2 separate regions of the Mus musculus genome follow, and region 1 is linked to region 2. The links are chromatin contacts, called in public HiChIP or PLAC-seq maps. All regions are on one chromosome and are shown on one strand. Each heading gives the region's core, a stretch centred on a gene start, on an enhancer-like site or on the middle of the called end of the contact. The rest is flanking DNA. Distances are from core to core; before and after follow the strand shown.

Region 1 (6,024 bases), core at 1,236-3,735, 270 kb after region 2:
TTTTTATATGAGCATCTGATTAATTTCACCTTTTGCTATATATAAAGCACAGCCATGGTGATTTTTTTTTTTTGACCTCTCCTAAGGAAGGGCATTCTAGTCTATCTATAAAGATGAAGCTGAGGTGCCAGCTTTATGCACAGTCATCTGTGCAATTTCTGGAAACAGAATTGCTGCCACAGGGATATGCAGCCCAGGATTGATAGGCATTGCTTACTTACGTTGTCTTCCAACCAGCATGGACTCAGGGTGGGGACAGAGTTGTATGCCAACCTTGCAAGTCTGCTCCCCTGACCTCCAGCCCCCAACAAGAAGTGATGTAGCGCAGTGATGTGGCTAACTGCTTTGTGGAGTACCTGAGAATCGCTTCTACGGGGGCTTAGAGAGGACCATCCATCCTCCTAACGATGCAGAGGTGTTTGCTCAGCGATGTTCGGATGTTTGCTTTGGCTGAGTACTGCTTACATCTCTGAGCCAAGCTACTGGCCCACCCCGGGGAGCTCTATGGAGATCCTCCTCATGTACAGCCATGGTTTGGTCATTCGAAACACAATTTTAATTTTTCAAAGCCTTTCGCAATCTACCTTTCATTCCGTTTCAGCCTCGAGGGAGGCAGATTAGATATCTTTGGTCTGATGACGAAACCGAGATCCAGGAAGCTGTCTGATGGCGGACTGGGTGATGGTCTGGTTCAAGAGTAAGGAGTCTAGGGTTCAAATCCAGCACGGACTTCAGTTAACTCCACGACCTTGGGCCTGTGGGAAGTGCATAGTTAGGTGGATCACCAAACCCTCACCATAAAGGACACTATTTAATGTCTGTCCCAGATGCTGTAGTTAGGTTGGGGGCCAGATGGCACACGCCATGTTCAACTGGCTGGCTGCTTGTGATTTGATGGCCAGGTGTGGGTTGGCTGGCTCCAAGCTTGCTTCCATTATCCTGACATGGCTCTTGTAGAGAGAGCACACAGAGGCTTCTCTCCTTGGCGTGGCTTTGGTGGTGGAGGGGATCCTGTATTGCAGGCAGGGAGGCAGGGCTGTGGCTGAGGCTGATGGGGTTGGTCAGGTTTCTAGGGAAAGCGTCCTCTATTGTGGCCTTTGCAGAGGCACTGTAGGAAGCACCCCTCTCTCCTCTACATTCACAGTGGCTTCACACAGCCAGCCAGTCTCTCCAGTCAGGTCCTCCACACAGCTCTGGGAGCCAGCCTTCCTGGCCTCCTGCTCCAGTCCTGATCTGTTAGTAGCCAGCCTTCACCTACCCTGGCTCCCGACCTCCTTAACTGCAGAATCCCTGGCTCTTTCTTCTCTGTTAGCACCCTGGAATAGGTCGCACCTGGACTAGGAAGCAGGCAATTCCAAGGTCAAGTGTGGCTTTTTGGGAGAATGGCTGTGCTCATGTGACCTCTGCTGACTTCAGAGTGGCTTTGGAAAAGCTTATCAACCTAGCTTCAGTGTCCGCACCTTGGCAATCAACATTTCTATTGCAATAAAGGACTTCCAGAATGGTTCCTATTTACATAGGCTTGTGGAATCTCTCATTATACCTCTTCTGATGACCATCACAGAGGGGCTTCTAAGAACATGTGAGATACGGGGAACTAGAAGCCAGCAGTCATGATGCCAGACTGAGAGGGGTCCCAGAGCAAGGCCTGAGCCTGTCTCCAAGCTGACAAAGGCTCGCAGAGGACCTAGAGTCTCCTTAGGCTTTTTTCCTTTCTTCTTCCTTTTCCATCATCCCCTCCTCATTTGGACACAAGGTCTCATGTAGTCCAGACTGAGTAGTAAGAGTCTCCATCTCTTACTGCCCTTGTCTCTACCTCCACATTCTGAATTACAGGTCTGCACCTTGGCTTTAAGCTCTTTCTCTCTCTCTTATTTTTGTGAAACAGGGTCTTCCTATGTAGTTATGGCTGGTCTCGAACTCAGCAATCCACCTGCCTTAGCCTCCCATGTACTGGGATTACAGGTCTGAACTATCATACCTAGTTGCTTCTCTTCTCTCTCTTTCCTTTCCTCTTCTCTTGCCATGACCCCTTGCTTCTCTTCATCATTATCATTGTTGTGATTATTATTATTCCCCTCAATGTTTTGGCTCAGGGTCTTGCTCTGCAGCCCCCGCTGATCTGGAACTATGTAACATTGGTTGGCCCCAAACTAATGGCGCGCTTCCACTGTTCGGTAGTGAGCACTTCATCTTGTTCTTTAGGCTTTTTCCCGCGGCTGGATGGGAGCTTTGACACTGGCCAGAGGCTTTCAATAGATCACAAAGATGGTGAGATCGAGAAAGGTCAGAGAGGAAGCCACCTAGGGCTTTAGGCTAGGGGCCTTTATGGGAAGCAAGACTTCTGTTCCAGGCCACCCAGCTGTCCTCAGGCCTTGCTGGAGAAAGAGTCTGACAAAGCAGACGTAGGCTGGAACCAGACCCAGCGCAGGGAGGAGTTGGCTGAGCCTGCCCTGGGAGGCTGGTTGAGCGGTGGTGTGGAGACACCCTGTGGTAAAAATGGGTACTACACTTTGGTTCACTGCAGGGCCTGGGAGCAAAGCCTTGCTGGTGTTAAAGGCAGAGCCCATTCACGCGCCACCAGCCCCTACAGGAGAGGAGCAATGGCCCAAGCTCAGCTACTGCCCACCTTCTAGTTGCACTTTCTAGAAGTCTTCCATTACCCCACAAAGCCTCAGTTTCTTCACCTGTGAAATGGGATGTACCAGCAGGTTGTGCCAGTCAAGGGGACAGATGCTTAGCCCAAGGTCTAGCATGGAACACCAGCCAAAGAAAGGCTGGCCATTGCTAGAAAGGGGACCGCTTTCCCAATGCCACATAGTTAGAAGGGAACTTACTGTGTTTTACTGGAAGCAGAGTTTGGACCCCAAGCCGATAATGGTTCGTAGGATGGAGAGAGTTATATACCATCTCAGGTGAGGCAAGAGAAAGTTGAATGGCCACATCTGTTTGTTTGTTTGTTTTTGGTTTTGTTTTGGCAAGCCTGCTCTGCAAACAGGAGAAGCAGATCTGTGTCACCTGGGATGATTTGGAATGACTGTGACCCTTCTATTCTTAAACAGGAGACAATGAGCTGTAGTGATCTCAGTGGCTTGGGCAACTCGAGTTAGAGCCATGGAGCTAGATGCTACCCCAGTCCTCTATTCCAGACTTAGCTAGGGTGTGACTGTTGTCTTCACTCTTTTGAGTCCCTTTGCCACCTGCCCAGCCCCTATAGGAGTGTCCTAAGGGACCTTGGCCCAGATATCTTCCCTTCCTCTCCCCTATGCACGCTTCTTCAAGGAGGAAATTGTTTGAGAAAAAGTCAGGTGTGGCCTTATGCATCTGTGGCTCTGATCATGTGCCCTAACTGTTTTCAGGGGAGCTGGCTCCACACCAGCCCTTGTTTTCTCCCTTCATCCTGAAGAGGAGCAGCCGGAGCCAAGAATGATCTGGGTAAATCAAGCAGCCACCGGCTGGGTGATTCAGGGCCCTGGGGGTGGGGTGGCCTCCTGCGCTGGGATCCTGCCCAGAAGCAGGGTGGGACCTCTCCTTGTAACATGCTGGAGCTGGCCCAAGGAGTTGGGGCTCCTGAGCCAGTGTCCTGGAGCTCAGGTGCCAATGGTCTCCCTGCCCTACCTGTTCCCACTCCTGGGACCCTTTGCTAGCTGGCCTTGGCAGGGCTTGTCCCTTGTCTGTATACATCTGTGATGGGTAAGGGGGCTGAGATGTGGCCACAGTATGCCAGGCAGCCCATCCTGATGGATCATACCTGGCACTGGCCAACGTGGGCTGCAGGCAGCAACCTGGATCCTGGGGTCTATGCTCCTAAGCATTGTAGAGGTGGGATTTGAACCCAGGTCAGCTGAGTCCGTACTTACTACATTGTACCTGTCAGCTCTTGTGTTTGGCTTTGAATAGAGAGTGAGGCTGTCGGTTAGGTTGAGGGAGAGCCGGGGCAGGGAAAGGCGTTGCAAGTTTGGGTAGTAATAGGGACTTAGGGAAATGGGCGAGGTTGGGAAGAAGGGAACCAGTGTGGTTGGCGATTTTTGTGGAAGACCAGAATTCTTAGCCAGAGGTTAGAGGATATAAGTCCTACCTCCAGAGAGCAGAGCCCGGTGGGGCACATACTACACAGATGACCACGACAGGGTTAGGAATAGACATATGGCCAAGACAGACCTATGCTCGGGCCTATAAGTGGTCCTATCCTTCTTGCCCGCTGAGAGCAGTCCACCACCTTGTTCGGTGTGCCATTTCAGATGTTGTATTTTTTTCATCATGACAAGGGTCAAGAAGATCTTTCTTAGGGCACTCTGGGAATTAGGGGTTGAGGGGTGGGGTGACATTCAATATCTAAATCCTGCCAGCCATAGGAACTGCCTGCCACTTTAGCTGCTGTCCCTGCAGCCTTGAGCCTCAGGATCCAGGCAGAAGCCTGCTGTTGCTACCTGCATTGCTCTCTTGCTCTGTGGTGGGTGAGGCTTGTCTGTCAGGGTGGTCTCTACCCTGGGGCTAGCTATTTAAAGTTCCTCTAGTTCAGGGAATTGTCAGTGTCTGGCACCCTGGCTCCTGTTCCTCACAAGCTGACTGATCTTGGGTAGTTGGTCTCCTGGGCCCTTGATTCCTCACCAGATTGATGGTAACAGATGCCTACCTCAGAAGACACTTGGGAGTAGAAAATGTGCCTCTGTGCCGGGCTAGCAAACTCTTGCTTACTGATTGCCTGCTCGGTGAGTGCTCACGGTGGGTTTACAGAAAGTACGAATTCAGCCTGATGCCCAGGGAGGGGCCTAGAGAGAAACACTGACCCTGATAGAAGCCGAATCCTGGGCGAAGCCCCACCCCCAATACGTGCAACAGAGTAACCTGGTTTAAAACAGGAACCCGGCTGGAATATATGTTTGAGAGCAGCCTTCTCCCTGCTATAGAGAATCTGAGGGCGATCATAAAACGCATTCCGGCGCTGGCCAAAACAAAACAAAACCCAGGCCTTTGTGGAAGAGGGGGGCGGTCATCAAAGCCTAGCGAGCCGAGGCAGGTCGGTCAGTGCTGGGAGCCGGGAAGGCACAGGCTTCCCACCGCTCCCAAGGCCCGGCAGCCACACTGCAGTGCCTCACATCACCGCACGGGGGCGCACGACCTCCCGCCTCTCTGCCTCTCTTCAAAGTCCCCTTTGCAGACCCTTTGTCTCCGTTTTTTTCTACTTTTCACTTAGGCAAAGAAAAAAAAAAAAAAAAAAAAAAAAGAAGAGAGATGCGTTTGGGGACGACCTCCCTTGGACTGAGTAATTTGATTTGCTTCGCCAGGCCAGGAGCCATGAAGGTGACATTTAGAGCTAAGTCACTGGTGGAAGATGGTCGTCCATTCATTAGCCACCTACTCATAAACTCAGCATGCGATAGCCGGTGAGACTTTGCCCAGCTATTGGTCATCTTAGCGACTTGGGTCTGCCTCCTGAAAGCCGTGGGAAGCTCCTGCAGGGAGGTCGGCAGGGTGTAACAAATGGAGGACACAGCAGATTTGTTTTGGCATGATACCTGTGGCTGCTGAGAATGGACCCAGGTGAGCCAGGGTGCTCTGAGACAGCAACCAGGAACATCAGAGACATTAGAGATGCCCCAATGGTGATGGTGTCAGGGCTATGCTTATTGAATTTATCTGGGTGTGTTAGCACACTCCTGGAATAACAGCATTCTGGAGGCAGAGGCACGTAGGTTACTGCAAACTCCAGCTCAACCTGGGTTACATAGCAAGACCTTGATTCAAAACAAACAAACAAACAAAGCCACAAAAAGCCAAAACCCAACCAACCAACCAACCAACCAACCAACCAACCAACCATCAACAACAAAACAAAAAACCCAAAACCACCAGTTGGCCATCCTGGCTCATACCTATAAATCCTAGCACTTGGGAGGCTGAGGCAGGAGGATTGCTGCAAGTTCAAGACCAGCATGGGTTTCAGAATGAGATCCTGTCTCAAAGACAACACTCCTTTCCTGAGCAACAGCAACATATAAAACAGTTCAGCATTGTGGCTCA
Region 2 (6,382 bases), core at 469-2,968:
TATGTGCATGTTATATTCTGCTTAATATACGCATTGGAGAAGGAGAGGGGGAGGGAGAAGAGTATTAATCAGTCTTAAAAGGGAAGAAAATTCTGGCGCATGGTAAGTACAACATGGACAAACTTGAAGACATTATGCTACTTGATATAAGCCAGTTACAAAGAAAAAATACTATGTGATTCTGTTTATGTGAACAGGTCAAAATAGTCCACCCATAAAACCAGAAAGCATGCAAGTGCTTGTGATGCATGCCAATAATCTCAGCACTTAAAAGGCAGAGGCAGGAGGATCTTAACACGTTCTTGGACAGCCAGGACCACACAGAAAAACCCTATCTCAAAACAACAAAAAGTAAAGAAACAAGTTAATAGGAAATGTTATGGCATAGTTTGCTGTAATAATCCACTATTAATGCTATGGACTACCTATTCAAGTCTTTCCTATGTTCTTCTAATAAAAAGGTCTTGTTTTGTCCCCCACCCTCTCTCCCAGACAGCATGTGAGATCCTCCTAGCACATCCTGAATACAACAAAAGGTAGAAGAGACAGAGCTCTGCTATGAAGCACTTGCCAGCATGTGTGCCACACTGGACTCCCTCTCAACGCCAAGATGACACTCAATGCGCAGATGTCATACTCACAGCGTCCTGAACTCCTTCACTTCTCTCTGGGGCTTCCTCCAGGTAACTCCTTTCTCTCAGGCTACTCTTGGGACTCTAATGAAAAGAGAACACATACACACAAGAATTAATTCATTTTGGTAAGGACCACATGAAAATGGGGAAGATCGGTGTACAAGGGGACAAAGTTCTGTTTCTTCTTATTAAAAACTAAATATCCTTCATATCCTAAGTGGTGTCACCTGTTCTCTCAGCTTCTCCACATCACACTGAAAAAGTACAGACACAATGAAAGCGTTTCATCTAAGCCTCAGCTTGGGGCACCTTTCCCTTCTCATAACTATGAACAGGTATATGCCAGACCTCAAACTCGTTATTTCCAATAAAACTCTTATCTTTCTCATCTCTAGCGTTTCATCTAAGCCTCAGCTTGGGGCACCTTTCCCTTCTCATAACTATGAACAGGTATATGCCAGACCTCAAACTCGTTATTTCCAATAAAACTCTTATCTTTCTCATCTCTCTTAGCCTATACATTATCAAACTATGTCTTCCCTTCTCCTAATTATTCACAATTGATGGCTTACATTAGCTCCTGTGAGTTTAAAAATAGTACAAATATACTCACCCCCACCCCTCACTGGTCATTCTTTGGAGTTTTTTTTTTTTTTTTTTAAAGAATATAGACTCTCCCAGCACTAGGAAGGCAGAGGCAGGCAGATCTGAGTTAGAAGCAGCCTGGTCTACAGAGTGAGTCCCAGGACAGCCAGGGCTACACAGAGAAACTCTGTCTCAAACAAACAAACAAACAAACAAACAAACAAACAAACAGGAACACACACACAAAGAATATAGACTCTGGTGGAGATATTTATTCTGCATGAGATGCAGCTATTTCCCCAACCAGAATTCTCCCTCCTGGAGGGAGCAGAGCACTAAGGAGCTCGAGAAACTCAGAAGGAATTTACAGGACTCCAAGAGCCTTCCTGTGAGGATTTTCTGAGTAAAAACCAATAGCTGGGACCCCGGCATGCTCTCTGTGGTGCCGCTGTTTGCCAGCGGTGTGGAGGACTGCCATAACATTAGCAGCTTCCTTGAGTCATCAGGCAGGCAGAGGCAGGCTTTGTTGGTGATGTAACTGCCTGAGTCACCCATCATCCTGGAAGCAGACTCAATCAACTGATTCACTGAACAGGTCTTGGATGGAACCATCTCTGGTTTGTCACTGCCCTATCTGTAGGGGGTGAATAGAAACAATGTCCCCAGGAAAAATGTCACAATGTTGCATTTCCTATGCAAGCTATGTTTTATGCTAATGGCTAGTAAAGGGAAGTCTCTCCAGCTATGCATATAGTATGCTTTTGAAACCCCTAAATGAATAAAGGATCCAGACATCTTGACCCTGTGAGGAATGTAAAAGACATGTAACAGACTGGTAAAGAATTTTATCATGGAAAAAAATAATCAAGCATTAACAGCTAACACAACCACTCCCCCCCCTGCTCTGACAGGGGGAAATGTACCCAGTATTACCCAAGAATTGTTCTTGCCAACAATAACTATCAAACCTTAATTTCATCAATACTCTACATCTAACTTTAAGTTTTCAGGAAATAAAGATAGGGACTGGGTTACACAGCACCATGAAAAGACAGTCAGAAAGTGGGTTGTTTAACTGGATATATGGCCTGATTTTTTCCAAACAAAAATATGGGGGGTGGGGGGACAGAGGAGGGAAGTGAAGAAAAGGAGTGAGAGAGAGGGAAGGGGAGGGAGGGGAAGGGAATGCTATAAAGACCTTGCCTGAATCTTGACTCAAACAAACCAGGACTAGGATGTATTAGTGAGGGAGTCTCACATCATAGCCCTGAGTTTGCTCCCTAGAATCATAAAACAAATCAAATAAGCAAAATGCAAAAAATAAATAAATAAATAAAAATCCCTGTAAGACAATGAGGGTAATCAAACTGTGTGTTAGGAAAATTATTAATTCATAAGTTTTAATAAGACTGAAGTTCCACTTTAGAGCTCTCACCTCTTAAAGTCACATTAATGAAATAAAAGTCTCAGAGCTGAGGAGCAGGAGTCACAGACAAGTGTGAGCTGAGACTGGGTTATGAGAGGTGTGATGGCCCCATGCCCTCCTTATGCCCCCTCTCTCTTCCTCTCTTCTTATAAATATATTTGATAATTATTTTATATTTACTAAAATTTTGTTATAAAAACTTGCAATAAAAAAATCATATAGCAAGATTAACTAGACCCAATGCTTATGCATCTTAATGACCTTCTACACAGTTAGAGTAGACATTCTGAAGCACTTTCAAAATAAATTTAAAACAATGAAAATCAGAAAACCTGAATTGTAGATGATATGTAAGGCACTTCTGAGAAAACTGGCTTGTCACATCCTTTTAAGTCTTCACGGAACTGAGCAACCAGTTATATTTTTTAACTCACAAATACTAGAAGACTGATTTATAAAACTGAGAAGAGAGCTGGGAAGGGCTCAGTGAGCAAAGTGCTTGTTCCATAACCATAAAGACGTGAGTATGAATCCTGGAGCCCAGCCAGCATCCATGCAAAAGCTGGCCACAGACTACTTGTAAGCCAGGATCTAGGAGGCAAGACAAACAGATCCTGGGAGCCCCGTGACGGCCCAGACTAACCAGTTGGTAAGCTCAGGTTCAGTAAAGACTGTCTCAAAAAGTAAGATGGACAGCGATAGAAGAAAGACCACCAGTGACAATTTTTGGCTTTATGCACCCATATGCACATATAAATGTGTGTGCCTACCAGACAGACAGACATAAACACACAGATAACAAATTTTAAAAGCAAAATATGCTAACTCAAAAGAAGACTGATCCTTCCAAATTCACTGCAGTACAGTTCAAAGAAATATGGAAATTCATAAGCTACTTTTACCTCAAACTGACACTTGTGGGAATTAAACAAGTTTGCTATGTGCTCAGTAGATAAATCTGGACTAGGTTATTCCTCAGGGTTTCACAATATTTAGTTATTTGGTCTTAGTTTATCTATACAATGGCAATACTACTTAAGATACTTTAAGAATAAAAAGAGTATCTCAAGGCATTAGTGTAACTTCCAGCACAAAGTGAACACTCACTAAATGGTGACTGTCATCCATTCAGCATTCATCTTTTAAATTCCTAAGAAGCCACTCTCCTTGTATTTTGATACCCCTGTCTCTTTATTCCAATCTGTCTTCTACACTGGTGCATTTCTGGTGGTGCTCCTTATTTACATACATGTTAGAGCCTAAATACTGTACTCTGTCAGTTTACTAATTGTCTTGCCGAGAGTTTTGTGTCAACTTGACACAAACTAGAGTCATCTGAGAGGATGGAACTTCAACTGAGAAAATGTCTACATAAGACCATGCTGTAGGCAACTCTGTGGAACATTTTCTTAACCAGTGATTGATGTGTGAGGCCCAGGCCATTGTTCGTGGGTCTATCCCTGGGCTGGAGGTCCTGGGCTCTGTAACAAAACAGGCCGAGCAAACCATGGACAGCAAGACAGGAAGCAGCACCTCTCCATGGCCTCTGCATCAGGTCCTGTCTCTGGGTTCCATCCCTGCTTGTATTCCTGTCCTGACTTCCTCCAATGATGGACTATGATGTGGAAGTGTAAGCCAACTGGTGCTTCATCACAGCAAGAGAAACTAGGATACTATGTACTCTAATATTTACCAATTACACAACAGAATTAATTTGCTGTAATGCCTAATTCCAAACTCATCAATTAACTCCATTTTATATATCTGTATTTGGAAAGCACAGGTTTTGGTTCTAATATTTCCTTAAATACAAAATAAATTTCTAATTTCCAATCCATACCATTTGGTCTGAATGCCCATACTCTGGAAATGAAACGGCAGATAATATACATAGGGCAGAGGGCAGACTGTTCCTGAAACAGTGCTGCCAGGATGAGTGGGAGAGCCTTCACACCTGCCCTCCAGTCTGTCTCATTTCATCTCTAGCTTTTCACTCCTGATATTCTATGTTGCCCTAAAACCTTCATTCTCTTAAAATATGCCATGTTCTCATGTGTCAGTTCTTTTGTGTATATTTAGAGGATCAGTCCACTGGAGCTAGGTAGAGGCAAATCATTTAGTGCCTGAATAAGGTGGGCAAGCCAGCAACCTCCCTTTGCCCTCAGAACTTCTTTTATAATGTGACAATGGCAATACTCCACAAAGCTGTCTTCAGAATTAACTAACAAAAAATTTTCCAACATTATTATAATGCTTGAACAATATTAGCTATTATAAATTTCCTTGAAAATTGAAGTTCTAAAATCTGGTTATCATCATCTTTCAAAAAAGGTTCTCAAATTTTGCTTCCTTTAGAAACGGAACCAGTAAGCCAGGCCTCAAAGTTAGCCTAGACAGGGATGGAGAGACGACTCACTGATTAAGAACACTGGCTGCTTGCTCTTCTAGAGGTCCTGTATTCAATTCCCAGCAACCACATGATGGCTCACAACCATCTGTAATGGGGTCTGATGCACTCTTCTGGTGTGTCTGAAGACTCATATAAATTAAATAAATAAATCTTTAAAAAAAAAAGGTATCCTAGATAATGCCTTAGAGCACAGGCCTCAGTTTCCCCTCCTCTTAAACAACTCACCAGTACTTGTGCCCACAAGTCACAAGATGTAACAGCATCTCTTCCATACACAACAAACCTAATGTCCTGTGCTTGTCTTAAAACCATCACTAGTCACAACTTACTAACTTGATTCCAGAGCCCACAGATACAAAACTATGACCTCATTGTCCTTAAAAGAGACAACCTATTTCTTTTCTATCACCAGGACTATGCATAAAATAATGTTACATAAGCAATGCTGATAGCCTGAGTCACTATGTAGCACTGGCTAGCCTGGAATTCTCTATTTAGACCGGGGTACCCTCTGACTCACAGAGATCCTGCTGCCTTTGCCTTCCAAGTACTAAGATTAAAGTTTATGTGCTACAATACTTAGCTTGGTTTAGCTTTTAGTATTCATGAAACTATAGTTCTACATCATTTTCAACCTAACATGTTTTTGGTTTGGTTCAGTTTAGTTTGGTTTGGTTTTTTTGAGACAGGGTTTCTCTGTGTAGCTCTGGCTGTCCTGAAACTCATTCTGTAAACCAGGCTGGCCTTGAACTCAGAAATCCACTTGCATCTGCCTCCCAAGTGCTGGGATTAAAGGCGTGTGCCACCACTGCCTGGATGAACCTAACATGTTTTTATGAACAAATACATCCATCTGGTAGTCTCTGTGTGAATCAGGACAGAACTGTCAGTAAAACCAGGCTAGTAACTAAGTCTAACAGGATAAAGGCTGCTTCTCTTTGTAATGGCAAAGTGCCTCATGATTCAAGACTGAGTCATTCTGGCCACAATTGGAATATTAACATGCTTTTAAAGACACCAACAGTTGGCCTCTCATTTGAGCTAAAAAGCACAAGTATTTGCCTCTCTATCTACAAACAAGAAGCCTGCTGGGAAATTCCATCACTACAAGAAGCACTTCGCAGTGAATGCCTAGGGGAAAAGTGAACTCTGGAATTACAAGCTCACACAGAAGAGTGTGCAGAACTTCTGTTCACCAATTACTATATAAAAACTTTTACTATAAAAGACAACATTGGAAACACACATAGCTTAAGAAAGGGACATGAGGAGAATACAAGAAGATACGATTGAAAAGATTAAAGCTTACATCAGCACTGTCACTAC

The links. HiChIP or PLAC-seq counts read pairs in DNA pulled down with a chosen protein or histone mark.
Region 1: a contact with region 2 is called in a FOXA1 HiChIP or PLAC-seq map of pancreatic cancer cells. The contact joins two enhancer-like sites. A contact is called at or near these places in 6 of 15 datasets of contacts at CTCF or cohesin (CD8 T cells, the NIH/3T3 cell line, large pre-B cells and 2 more), 76 of 484 Hi-C or Micro-C datasets (3T3-L1-derived adipocytes, the AML12 cell line, B cells and 47 more), 11 of 115 datasets of contacts at active chromatin or transcription factors (astrocytes, differentiating embryonic stem cells, embryonic basal ganglia and 5 more) and 3 of 9 other capture datasets (adipose tissue, embryonic stem cells and liver).

What each region holds. Positions count from the first base shown.
Region 1 is chr9:43,282,011-43,288,034 of GRCm38.p6, forward strand. No RefSeq gene overlaps it. Among named protein-coding and RNA genes, the nearest start is that of D630033O11Rik, 25 kb to the left of the region's middle. Within about 2 kb of position 2,486, at least 41 of the 459 cell types and tissues checked have an H3K27ac peak or open chromatin away from gene starts, as enhancers often do. A contact at or near this core is called in pancreatic cancer cells, where this site is marked.
Region 2 is chr9:43,009,538-43,015,919 of GRCm38.p6, forward strand. It overlaps Arhgef12 (Rho guanine nucleotide exchange factor (GEF) 12), which reads right to left. Exons shown (of 41, transcript NM_001359232.1): 11 at 6,366-6,382; 12 at 642-716. Among named protein-coding and RNA genes, the nearest start is that of Gm36648, 65 kb to the left of the region's middle. Within about 2 kb of position 1,719, at least 77 of the 459 cell types and tissues checked have an H3K27ac peak or open chromatin away from gene starts, as enhancers often do. A contact at or near this core is called in pancreatic cancer cells, where this site is marked.